Linked DNA regions of Sus scrofa: region 2 is linked to region 1. The links are chromatin contacts, called in public Hi-C maps. All regions are on one chromosome and are shown on one strand. The core of a region is the stretch at or near the end of the contact, and the rest is flanking DNA. Distances in the headings are between cores, read along the strand shown.

Region 1 (5,136 bases), core at 331-2,830:
TGGGCAAAAGTGAATATTATTTTTTTCACTTATCATTTGTCTCTATCAATGGGTTAGTATTTAAAAGCTGGTATTTAATGAGGCCCTGCTATGTGCCAGGCACTATGCTCAGAATTTTCATTTGTTTGTCCCTCAGTCAATGTTTGGGTGTCTATTCTGCTAGGAACTGAATTGACACTGTGGACTAGACAATGGAAAACTGCTGCCCCTGTGGAGCTTCCATTCTAATGGAGAGACAGGCCTGTTGAAATAGTCACACAAACATAAAATTGCAACCGTGACAAGTGACATGGAAGGGAGACCTTTGGGGAGTATAAGAGCAGTTGTCCAGTGCTCCCTGCAGGCCTGGCTTTGTGCTGAGACTGTCACACATATTAATCCTGGTGCCCCTTACAACAGCTGTTTGATGTAGGTGCTGATGTGCATGCCCATTTTGCTGACTCTTAGGTGGGCAAAAGTCACACACGTAATAGGTGGTAGAGTTTAACTTCTGAATCTGATGAGTTGTCCTCAGAGCCTGAGCTTCTACCTTCCATCCAAGATGCCTCGAGCTGACATCTGCAGAATGAATATATGACAACTGGTTAAAGAGGGGGAAGGGGAAGTGCTCCAAGGTGGAGTTAAAAGTAAATGGTTAGACCTTGAAGCAGAAAAGAGAGTAGAGGACGTAAAAAAAGGCCTGGGTGGTTGGAGTAGAGAGAGTGGTAGGGAGGGGAAAGAGAAGGTGGGTGAGGTGGCAGGATCCCACCGCTCCCAGGCCTTGCAGTCCAGGTTAAAGAGATCCAAGGGGGAGGGGGAGGGAGTGGGATGGACTGGGAGCTTGGGATTAATAATGCAGACTATTGCCTTTGGAATGGATTAGCAATGAAATCCTGCTGTGTAGCACTGGGAACTACGTCTGGTCACTTATGATGGAGCATGATAATGTGAGAAAATAGAATGTATACATTGTATGTGTAACGGGTCACCATGCTGTACAGTAGAAAAAAAAATAAAGTATTGGGAAAATAAACAAAAGAGATTCATCTTTACCCAGAGAACTGTGGGGAGCCCCCGGGAGTTTTCAGTAGGGAGGGGACACTGAGGTTTTCCCTCATGACCTATTTAACGTTTACAGCCACCCAAGGAGGAAGATGGGAGCCATTTCACCAAAGAGATGGCGGGGGGGGGGGGGGGGGGGACACGGGGAGACAAATGCTTTGAGAAGGCCACAAGATTGAAATGGGCATAGCTGGACTTTCCACTCAGGCTTGGCCATTTTCAAGCCCATTCTCCTAACCACCACAGCCCCAGCACCCTCTGTTCCAGGCTCCTTCGGCACTGAGCATACCTTCCCCAATGTCACCAGTGAGTTAGGTTGACACCCAGAAATTCTGCCCCTGTGGACTTGGATGTCTGAACACAGACAGGATTCCATGCATCTCAACAGTCATTCTTTAACTTCTCAATTTTTGAGTCTCTGTTTATTTTCTTGCGCTCCAGCTCCAATTCACCCTTTCACCGCGGCACCCCACCCCCCACCACTCAGTGCTGCCCTGGGACACTGGACACGTGACCTCCGATAAGAATCACTCCATTCAGAGGAGCTGGCAGGTGGATGTCCTCTTTGCTCAAACATGCGTGAAGGTCTCCACTCCCTAGATCTCATGGCTGTGGAGTTGGGAACTCTGGCTGGCCCTCCTCTGTTCTTTTGGAGATAGTGCGTTTCTCCCTCCAGGTAAACTTCAAACTAGTGTTCATTTAAATATTAATTTGCAATTGCGCCATCTCTTCTGTGATATTACCACAGTCTGTGGCAATTAGGCTGAGCGGGCCTCCTCGCTCTCTTGAATCGCACGTCAAGGCAGCGCGGGGACTTGCTGCCGAGTCCGATCCTTCCTTTCACGCCATCCGAAACGCTCTGCACGGCGAACCACATTGAAATGAGCCCCTTCATCTTCCGCATGGATAATTAAACTTCAAACACTGTTTATCTCAGTCCCCAAATCCTCCGAATGCAGAAGCAAATTAATTTTAAATCTATATCTGCTTTAAATAGTAATTGTTTAATCAACAGGCTTGATGTATAATTATATTCTTTGTTCGTTCTCCCGGCAGGCTTGAATAGACCACATAATTCCTGGGTTGCTTTCATTTCTGTAATTAGATCATGTGACAGACCCTCACTATATTACAGTTGACTCTAGTTACTTCTCCCCCCACCCCCTTCGAAGTTCTAAAACGGTTTCTCATGAATACTTAGATTATAACAGCTCAGCTTAACACCGAGCTGTGAGTGTTTTGCTTTAATCCTTTATTCTTCTTTCACCTAATAATTTACTCTGGAGCAAGTGATCTTACTGGTGGCTGCTACACTGGGCTGGCTGTATCCTTGCAGAATTAAGAGTTCTTGTCCTTATTTTGAACCAGTTTCCCTAAAGGAAAACCCTTTCGGACCACCACATAGAAACACACTCTCTGGACTCTTTGAAGCCACTGTTATCCTTGTAGAAGAATGTAAGGTTCAAACTGAACAACAAAAGCATATACTGGGCTTTTGTTTTTTAATCATCTGTGGCTTCATGGAGAAAGAGTAAGTCATTTTCCTTATTAGAAAGAGCAGTTTTGTCTCCAAGAATTTACTTTACTTGCTTGGCTTCATCCCATAAAAATGAGAGCTGGATATTAGATAATTAGGTCAACATTGAGATCGTTTCACTAATTGGAATTTGTTTGTCCCACACAATATGCCTGATTTTCTATGGGACTGAGCTAGAAATAGGATGGTTCAGCCAATCTGGCTCTTTCAGCTTCTTTTATCACTCATGTCCTCTGGCTCATTATCTTTCAGATTTTATTTCCCAGAGTTCTTATAATTCTTAATATTTTTCTTCTTTTTGTTATTGAGGTATGCAAAATTGAATAAGGCATCTCGAGCATGATCCAATCAATAGTGTGTAAATTGAGGGAAGTGGTTAGAAGTTGGAGAGAGGGAGAGAACATCATTTGGCTGTTGTTGTTAAAAAATGAAACAAAACAAAAAAACCACGGAGTGTCTATAGTTAAAGCTCAACTGAATAGTGCTCCTTTTCCTCCATCATATTTCAGAATTACATTCACGTTTGCACTGTCACTCCTCAGCCTTCTAAGCTTTTTTTCGTTTCTTACTTTCTTTCCTACCCATGAAATATCTGTGTTTTTTGATTACTTTCTCTTAACTAGAAAAATGTAGATTTTTCAGGCGGTGTCTCATTTTGCTGTTCTAACTCAGCTGTGCATTTTGATGAGTTTCACCATCATATCCTGCCCATATTTCTGTAACTGTCAGGGTTTTTTTTTTTTTTTTTTTGGATCATTTCACCATCCTTTTGGGTATTTGCAACATCTCCCAATTACATCTGCGGCATTAATTTCTGCATTTGTTATTCACCTTTCCAGATCACCCATGCAAATGCTAAATTACATGTGACTCACTCATAGGTACCACTACATTCCCAGATTAATAATTATCCTGGGTTAATGGATTTATGATTTTTTTGGCTGGAGAATTCTGACCTCAATTTCTCTCCTACTCTTCACTGGACGTCAATCATTATGTATCCTTTATTTGTATATTTACTAAGATTTAGAAACCCACATCATCACACAAAAATAATCTGAGATATATTTTGACTTAGATGTTCTGTTAGATAAGGCCTTGTTGGGAAATATAAACCACTTTTAATCTTCTGATAGAAAGAATGATATAGTACAGGAAGCCATATTACTGTTTTGCTATGTTATAATATTGTTACCCATGTGATAGTAAAACTGAGAAGCCAAAGAGGAGAGGGTACAGCAACCTAGCAGTTGGCAATGGTTTGAAGGAGTTTCCACCCTGAGACCAGACAGACCATAGTGGGTGGAAGTGTTACCAGACCCCAGAACTGGGGCCACTGGGAAGAGTTGGGAACACAGAGGCCAGGGTTGCCTGTTGGAGCCAGGGGTTCCCAGGAGATAAAAGCACTGCCTAAGATGGTACCTTGGTCAGGGAGAGGACAGAACAGCTTCCTTCTTCCTCCTCCTTGAGGCCTTTTAGCCTCCTTTGGCTGATCCAACCTGGAAGCCAGTTACCAAGAACTGCTGTCCTCAGATATGCAGGTTAGAGCAAGAGAGGTGCAGAGTGGATCTGAGAGCAGAGACACATGACCAACATGGATGTGCTGTGAAAACTGGTACAAAGTCCTTTGGGCGTTTCAGTGAACTTTCCGCCACCTGCCTCTATGGTCTACTCTGAGCATACTGCTAGGCTAGTCTTCCTAAAATACTGTGTTTGCCTTTGCCCAATGACCCTTACTTCTTGCCACATCCAGCTTGAGCTCTTCAGGACTTTCCTCATCTGGACTGTTCTCGCCAACTCAGATTGAGATTTAGTTCTCGTTTGTCTTGGCCCAGTTCTTTGCCAGCAGGAAGGGAGGAGCAAAGGTAAAGTTCTATTGGTTGACCACCTATTATGCAACAGGTGCTGACCTGGGAGCTTTGTGTATCTTCTCTTTGTTGAATTCTCAGGTGTTATTATCATTTTTAGGTAGGATGGTGGGGCTCAGCAACAGGAGATAACTGCTCCAAGTGACACTGTCTGGCTAGAATTGGAAGCAGGTCTTTCTAACACCATCTCGTTCCTTGGAGCTGCATCACCTTCTTGGAGCTTGGAGAAGAGAAGTGATTTATTAGAGTTCACATGGGTTGGTTATCGCTACCTGACATCTTAGTCCATCTGTTTTGGATTTAGATGATTTTTCTAGTAGTCATATTTTTGAAAGATCTTATCCACTGATCTTTAGTTCAAGTCCTACTTTCTTCATGGTATTTTCCATACCTGGAAATCCCACATCAAACTTTCATTTCTTTGACCTTCTCTGGCACTTATACAATTTAACTTTTTTATGGCTGCATGCATGGCGTATGGAAGTTTCCAGGCCAGGGACTGAACCCACACCTCCACAGCCACCCAAGGTGCAGCAGTCAGGTTCTTAACCCTTGGCACCACAGTGGGAACTCCACTTATACAATTTAAATATGTAGAGTTGGAGTTCCCATCATGGCTCAGCAGTAACAAACCCAACTAGTGTCAGTGAGGATGTGGGTTCCATCCCTGGTGTTACTCAGTGGGTTAAG
Region 2 (5,169 bases), core at 2,432-4,931, 110 kb before region 1:
CATTTCTGAAAGTATATACTTAGGAGTGACATTTCCGTAGACAACTTTTTGATGGAAGGCTTGAGGTAGGGCCAGGGGGCTTTTGTTTTCCCTTCCATGTTGCCTTTCCTTCCAAAATTGTTTTGAGAATGTCTTCAGCCTTAGTATGTTGTCAAGAGAGAACTTGATGGAAAGTCAAGCACCAGGCTCACTGGCACATGTGTACATCAGGGCTCCGGGATGCCTGGGAACCAACCATGTGCATGAGGAATACCTTGAAGACACAGGGTGGTCCCTTGCAAAGGAAAGTCCCTTAGAAACACGATTCCCTGATGCTAATTGGCCAAGTTTGGGTATCAGCTGATTCTAAGAACTAAATTGGGTCCCTTTCCATTTTTTCATATTCTCTGCAGGAGTTAGTATTTATTTGAAATTGACACAGAGTTATAGAAAACAAACTTATGGTTACCAAAGGGGATAGTGGGGTTGGGGAGAAGAGATAAATTAGCAGTTTGGGATTAACACATTCACATGACTATATGTAAAATAGGTAAGCAACAAGGACCTAATAGAAAAGAGTCTGAAAAATATGTATGTATAATTGAATCACTTTGCTGTATGCTTAAAACAAACACAACATTGTAAATTAACTACACTTCATTTTAAAAGAAATTAGTATCTTCTTCCTGAAAGTTTGAGAAAACTTACTCATGAACCCTTTTAGAAATGAAATCATTCAACATGCATAATTAAAAGAAAAATCCCGTGTATATTATTCAGTTTTCTACTTTTTCTTGAGATGATCTTTCTTGAGGAAAGGTTCGTTAAGATTTTCGGATGTGCTAGTACATATTAATTTCTTGCCCCTTAAAACAGTCTTCTCTTTGTTGTTATATAATCTTATTTTCATCCTGATAATTCTGCCTTTAAAAATTTTTTTTTTTAGTGGAGTTTTTATTCCCACTTATTCTTGAATTAATAAAGGATATCAACCCTTTGCAAATACTTCTTAGGGATTTTGTTATTTTAAAAAATATGTTTTTGACCAACAAAAATTTATAAATTTTATTTGATAAAGTCTGAATTTTTTCCCTTTGTGACTTCTCTCATTGCTTCTGTGTTTAGAAATTCCACCCCATTCCAATATTAAAATTTATCTATTTTAAAATTTTCTTGTAATTTTAATTTTTTATACTCAGTTATTTAGAAATTTCTTTGATACAAGGTAGGTATTTAAATTGTTTTTCCCACCAAAAATTTCTGGCTACTCTTAACATTATTATTATTATTATTATTATTATTATTATTCTTTTTAGAGTCTATATTTTTTTCTGTGGTTTATTTTTTAATCCCTTTATTAGCTACTAAATTCTCATATGTTTCTGATTTAATACAATGTGTGTTCCTGAAAAATCTCTCCTGCAAAATGGTGCATTAAAAATAACAGGAATTATGAGGAAAATAGGTTTAGAGTTTAGCCACTAAAAACTTAGCCTACTTCATGACAAAATTACTGCAATTGTCATTCAAATTTTAGCATGGTTAGACCTTCATTGGCATTTGTACCCATTATCAGACAGTCCGTCATTTATAGCTATCAAGCTCAGGGCTTTGAGATATAGATCTTTGGAGCTATTTACTAAATATAGACACGTTTTTATTAAAATTAAAATCTGATATGAAGTATAGCCTTTCTTAAAAAAAATCAGGCTTTTTTTTTTTTTTTGGCCTTTAAGGGCTGCACCGGCAGCATATGGATGTTCCAGGCTAGGGGTTGAATCGGAGCCACAGCTGCCGGCCTACACCACAGCCACAGCAACACCAGATCTGAGCTGCATCTGCTACCTACACCACAGCTCACAGCAATGCCGGATCCTTAACCCACTGAGCGAGGCCAAGGGTCTCCATCATTCCTTGAGATGGGACTACGGTAGGAGAATAAATGTGGGTATTTGGGACATTTTAAGTTGGAGGTGTCAGAGATCCTTATCTAAGGGGGAAGATACTTAGCCAAGGGGGAGGGCAGAAGGGTCTTTGGTTCCTTTGATTTGATAGATCCAATCTGCAGATTTAGATTTAGGGGTGGTCAGCCTAAAGACAGTAATTGAAACTGTAAGATCAAGTGCGATGGCCCCAGGAGAATAGATAGAATGAGATTTATGAGAGGAAGTGGAAGAAAGCTCTAGAAATGGGAATCCTCTTAGGGCTGCCATTTGAAGTTTGTGTATTGCTTTCCCATCTGGTCGTGAATGAGCTCCTGTCTCCTAACTTTCAGAAAATGGCACACGGAAAGGCCGGCAGGAAACTGCTTGCGCCTGCGTGCCTGAGGCCAGGTTTTCCTGATTAAAACTCCCCCTGGGCTTGTGGTGTTGCATCTGTGGCTTTCCTTGGCATGACCTTCTATTTTGAGAGAACTTTTTTGGAGGGACTGATCTTTTCTTCTCATTTCTCCCCTGGTTCAGCTTATGCTATAATATTTACATTGGCCACTTGCCTTTCTTTTACCAGTTGGGACTGGTTGTATCCCCCAAACCCGTTTTAGAGAAATAAAAATGGAAATGCCAGGTTTAAAACAGAGAGTTTGCCAAAGATGTGTCTTCGTTTTGCTGACAAGAGAGAGCAAGCCCACCTATGGCAGATCAGCCCATTTCTAAATCTAAATGCACACTGGCTGTCCTGGCTTTGTGTGGTCCCCCTCTTCCCTCTACCTTGGTGGGAAGAGAATCAGCTTCAATAGAACCATTTTGCACTTCTCCTTGGTAAGTGAAATTCATTTTCCAGCATCGACTGCAAATTGTGAATTATTAATAGCCTCCCCAATGTATTCCACTGGCCTAATCTGATCCTGCCCTGTCTAAATTGGTTTTGATTCTTCTCATTTAGAAGAGACTTTTGCCATCATTGAGAACATTTCTTATTTGTATTAATGCATGGGTGTTCTCTCCAACAAATTCTAAGCATGACATCAATTTTTGGAGGGTCTATTTGTTTAAAATGCTTTCATAGGATACTGCCTATATCTTTGTTTTGTATTTCAGAGTCATGCAGAATAATTCCAATGTCTCTTCCAAAAGACAGACTTTCAAATATTTAAATTCAAATATTTGAACTCCTTTTTTTCCTCTCCTTTCCTCTAAATTTCCCTACTCTCCCCTCCTACACATGACAGATACTGTCACTGTCTTTTCTGGAGTTCAACCAAATCTAAGTCTTTTCAGTTTAGGGTCTACTCTTTAAGAGGGAATCTGATAAAGTGATCACACTTGTGAAGATACTTGAAACTAACAATTTGGGTACATCATTTCTACGAAGACAGCCTGAGATCCAATACATTTTTTGGCAACTATGGTTACACTCTTGCCTTATATTCTGTTGAGTTTCAAATAAAACTTCCTATTATTTTCATGAGAATTAGCATCTTCCTTATTCAGAAGTTGTGTGGAGGATCTTATATTTCTTCTAGTTAGATGACATCTCGCTAGACTTACCCCATTGTTTGAGTTTATCTCTCTTTGGATCTTGATTCTGTCTTGCAAACTTGTTAGCAATTAACCTCAGGATTTTGTCATATGCACACTTGAGCCCCATTTCCTCCTTCAGATCACTGATTAAAATAAAAGTTGTTGAGGAAAGTGTCAAGGAAGGAAAACTGCCAGACACCTTTGTCTGCATTGACGTCACTCCATTAGCCAATACACTTTGGTTAATGTGTAATTTAGGTAAAGCTTACTTAGGTTATGCTGCAGTCATAAACAGTCCTCAAATCCTAGAGGCTTCCAACAAGAAGAGTTTATTTCTCACTCACAGCTTATGCTGACTCTTGTTCAGCTGTGGCTCTACTCTCTTTGCCTTCATTTATGGGCCAGGAAGAAGGAGAAATCCCAACCTGTGATTTCCTTTTTTCATGGCAAAGAGAAAAAGAGATGCTGCTAATCCACACTCAGAGAGTCCTAGAGCTTCTGCTTGAACGTGGATGTGCCCTATCCCTTCACACACTATTGGTCAAAGCAAGTCATGTGACCAAGCCCGACATTGTTGGGACAAGTGTGCATACTCCTTCTAGGATATTCTAGAAGTATGGAAATGAGTAGCAGAAGTAATTAAACAATCATTTGGTAAAACACTCTTTCTTTTTTTTTTTGTTTTTTTTTTTTTTGTTTTTAGGGCCACACCCATGGCACATGGAGGTTCCCAGGTCAGGGGTCTAATCAGAGCTACAGCTGCTGGTTTACACCATAACCACAGCAATGTGGGATCCGAGCTTCATCTGTGACCTACACCACAGCTCATGGCAATGCCAGATCCTTACCCACTGAGTGAGGCCAGGGATGGAACCCGAGTCCTCATGGATACTAGTTGGGTTTGTTTCCGCTGTGCCATGACAGGAACTCCTGGTAAAACTATTTAATACTTGTGTATCAGTTCCAAAATGTTTTCACACGTCTGTGTTGTGAGGCTAGTGCTGTCATCTCTGTTTATCAGATAAGGTCCTGAGAGGGGGTGTCTTGTTATAGCTAGCAAATTAGGACTTAACTGCAAATATTCTGAAACCTACAATGGCCTTCCCAATTCCGATGGTGATGATAACAAATATTACTTTTATTTATTTATTTATTTTTGTCTTTTTGCTATTCCTTTGGGCTGCTCCCGCGGCATATGGAGGTTCCCAGGCTAGGGGTCGAATCGGAGCTGTAGCCACCGGCCTACGCCAGAGCCACAGCAACGCGGGATCCGAGCCATGTCTGCAACCTACACCACAGCTCACGGCAACGCCGGATCGTTAACCCACTGAGCAAGGGCAGGGACTGAACCCGCAACCTCATGGTTCCTAGTCGGATTTGTTAACCACTGCGCCACGACGGGAACTCCTATTACTTATATTTATTGATGCAATTTACCTGGCAGGTGCCGTTGAGCATGTGTGTTTTATTATTGTATTGAGCAGGATAATTAGCTCTAGCTGTCTCAGTAGATGAACCTCAAAATCCCAATATCTTAACAGTAAGATTGTTTCTCTTTCACATCATAATCCCATGCGGAGTGGGTAGCTCTTCAGGACTAGCTCTTTAAGTGGTGACTTGGGAACCTGGGTTGTTTCTATCGTTTAACTGGGCCATTTGGAAAATGTGCTCTCTGAGGCTCCATTGCAAGGTGAGAGAGAGAGGGAGAGAGACAGACAGAGAGATGTAG

The links. A called contact is a pair of places that touch in the nucleus more often than the background predicts.
Region 2: a contact with region 1 is called in a Hi-C map of liver, with 4 times the contacts expected there. The contact joins two enhancer-like sites. A contact is called at or near these places in 1 of 5 promoter capture datasets (liver), 4 of 47 Hi-C or Micro-C datasets (liver and skeletal muscle) and 1 of 2 datasets of contacts at active chromatin or transcription factors (skeletal muscle).

What each region holds. Positions count from the first base shown.
Region 1 is chr16:46,913,930-46,919,065 of Sscrofa11.1, reverse strand. The region is part of intron 2 of LOC102159645 (a long non-coding RNA gene); the gene reads left to right. Among named protein-coding and RNA genes, the nearest start is that of SLC30A5, 370 kb to the left of the region's middle. Within about 2 kb of position 1,580, at least 10 of the 83 cell types and tissues checked have an H3K27ac peak or open chromatin away from gene starts, as enhancers often do. A contact at or near this core is called in liver, where this site is marked.
Region 2 is chr16:47,029,718-47,034,886 of Sscrofa11.1, reverse strand. No RefSeq gene overlaps it. Among named protein-coding and RNA genes, the nearest start is that of SLC30A5, 250 kb to the left of the region's middle. Within about 2 kb of position 3,681, at least 6 of the 83 cell types and tissues checked have an H3K27ac peak or open chromatin away from gene starts, as enhancers often do. A contact at or near this core is called in liver, where this site is marked.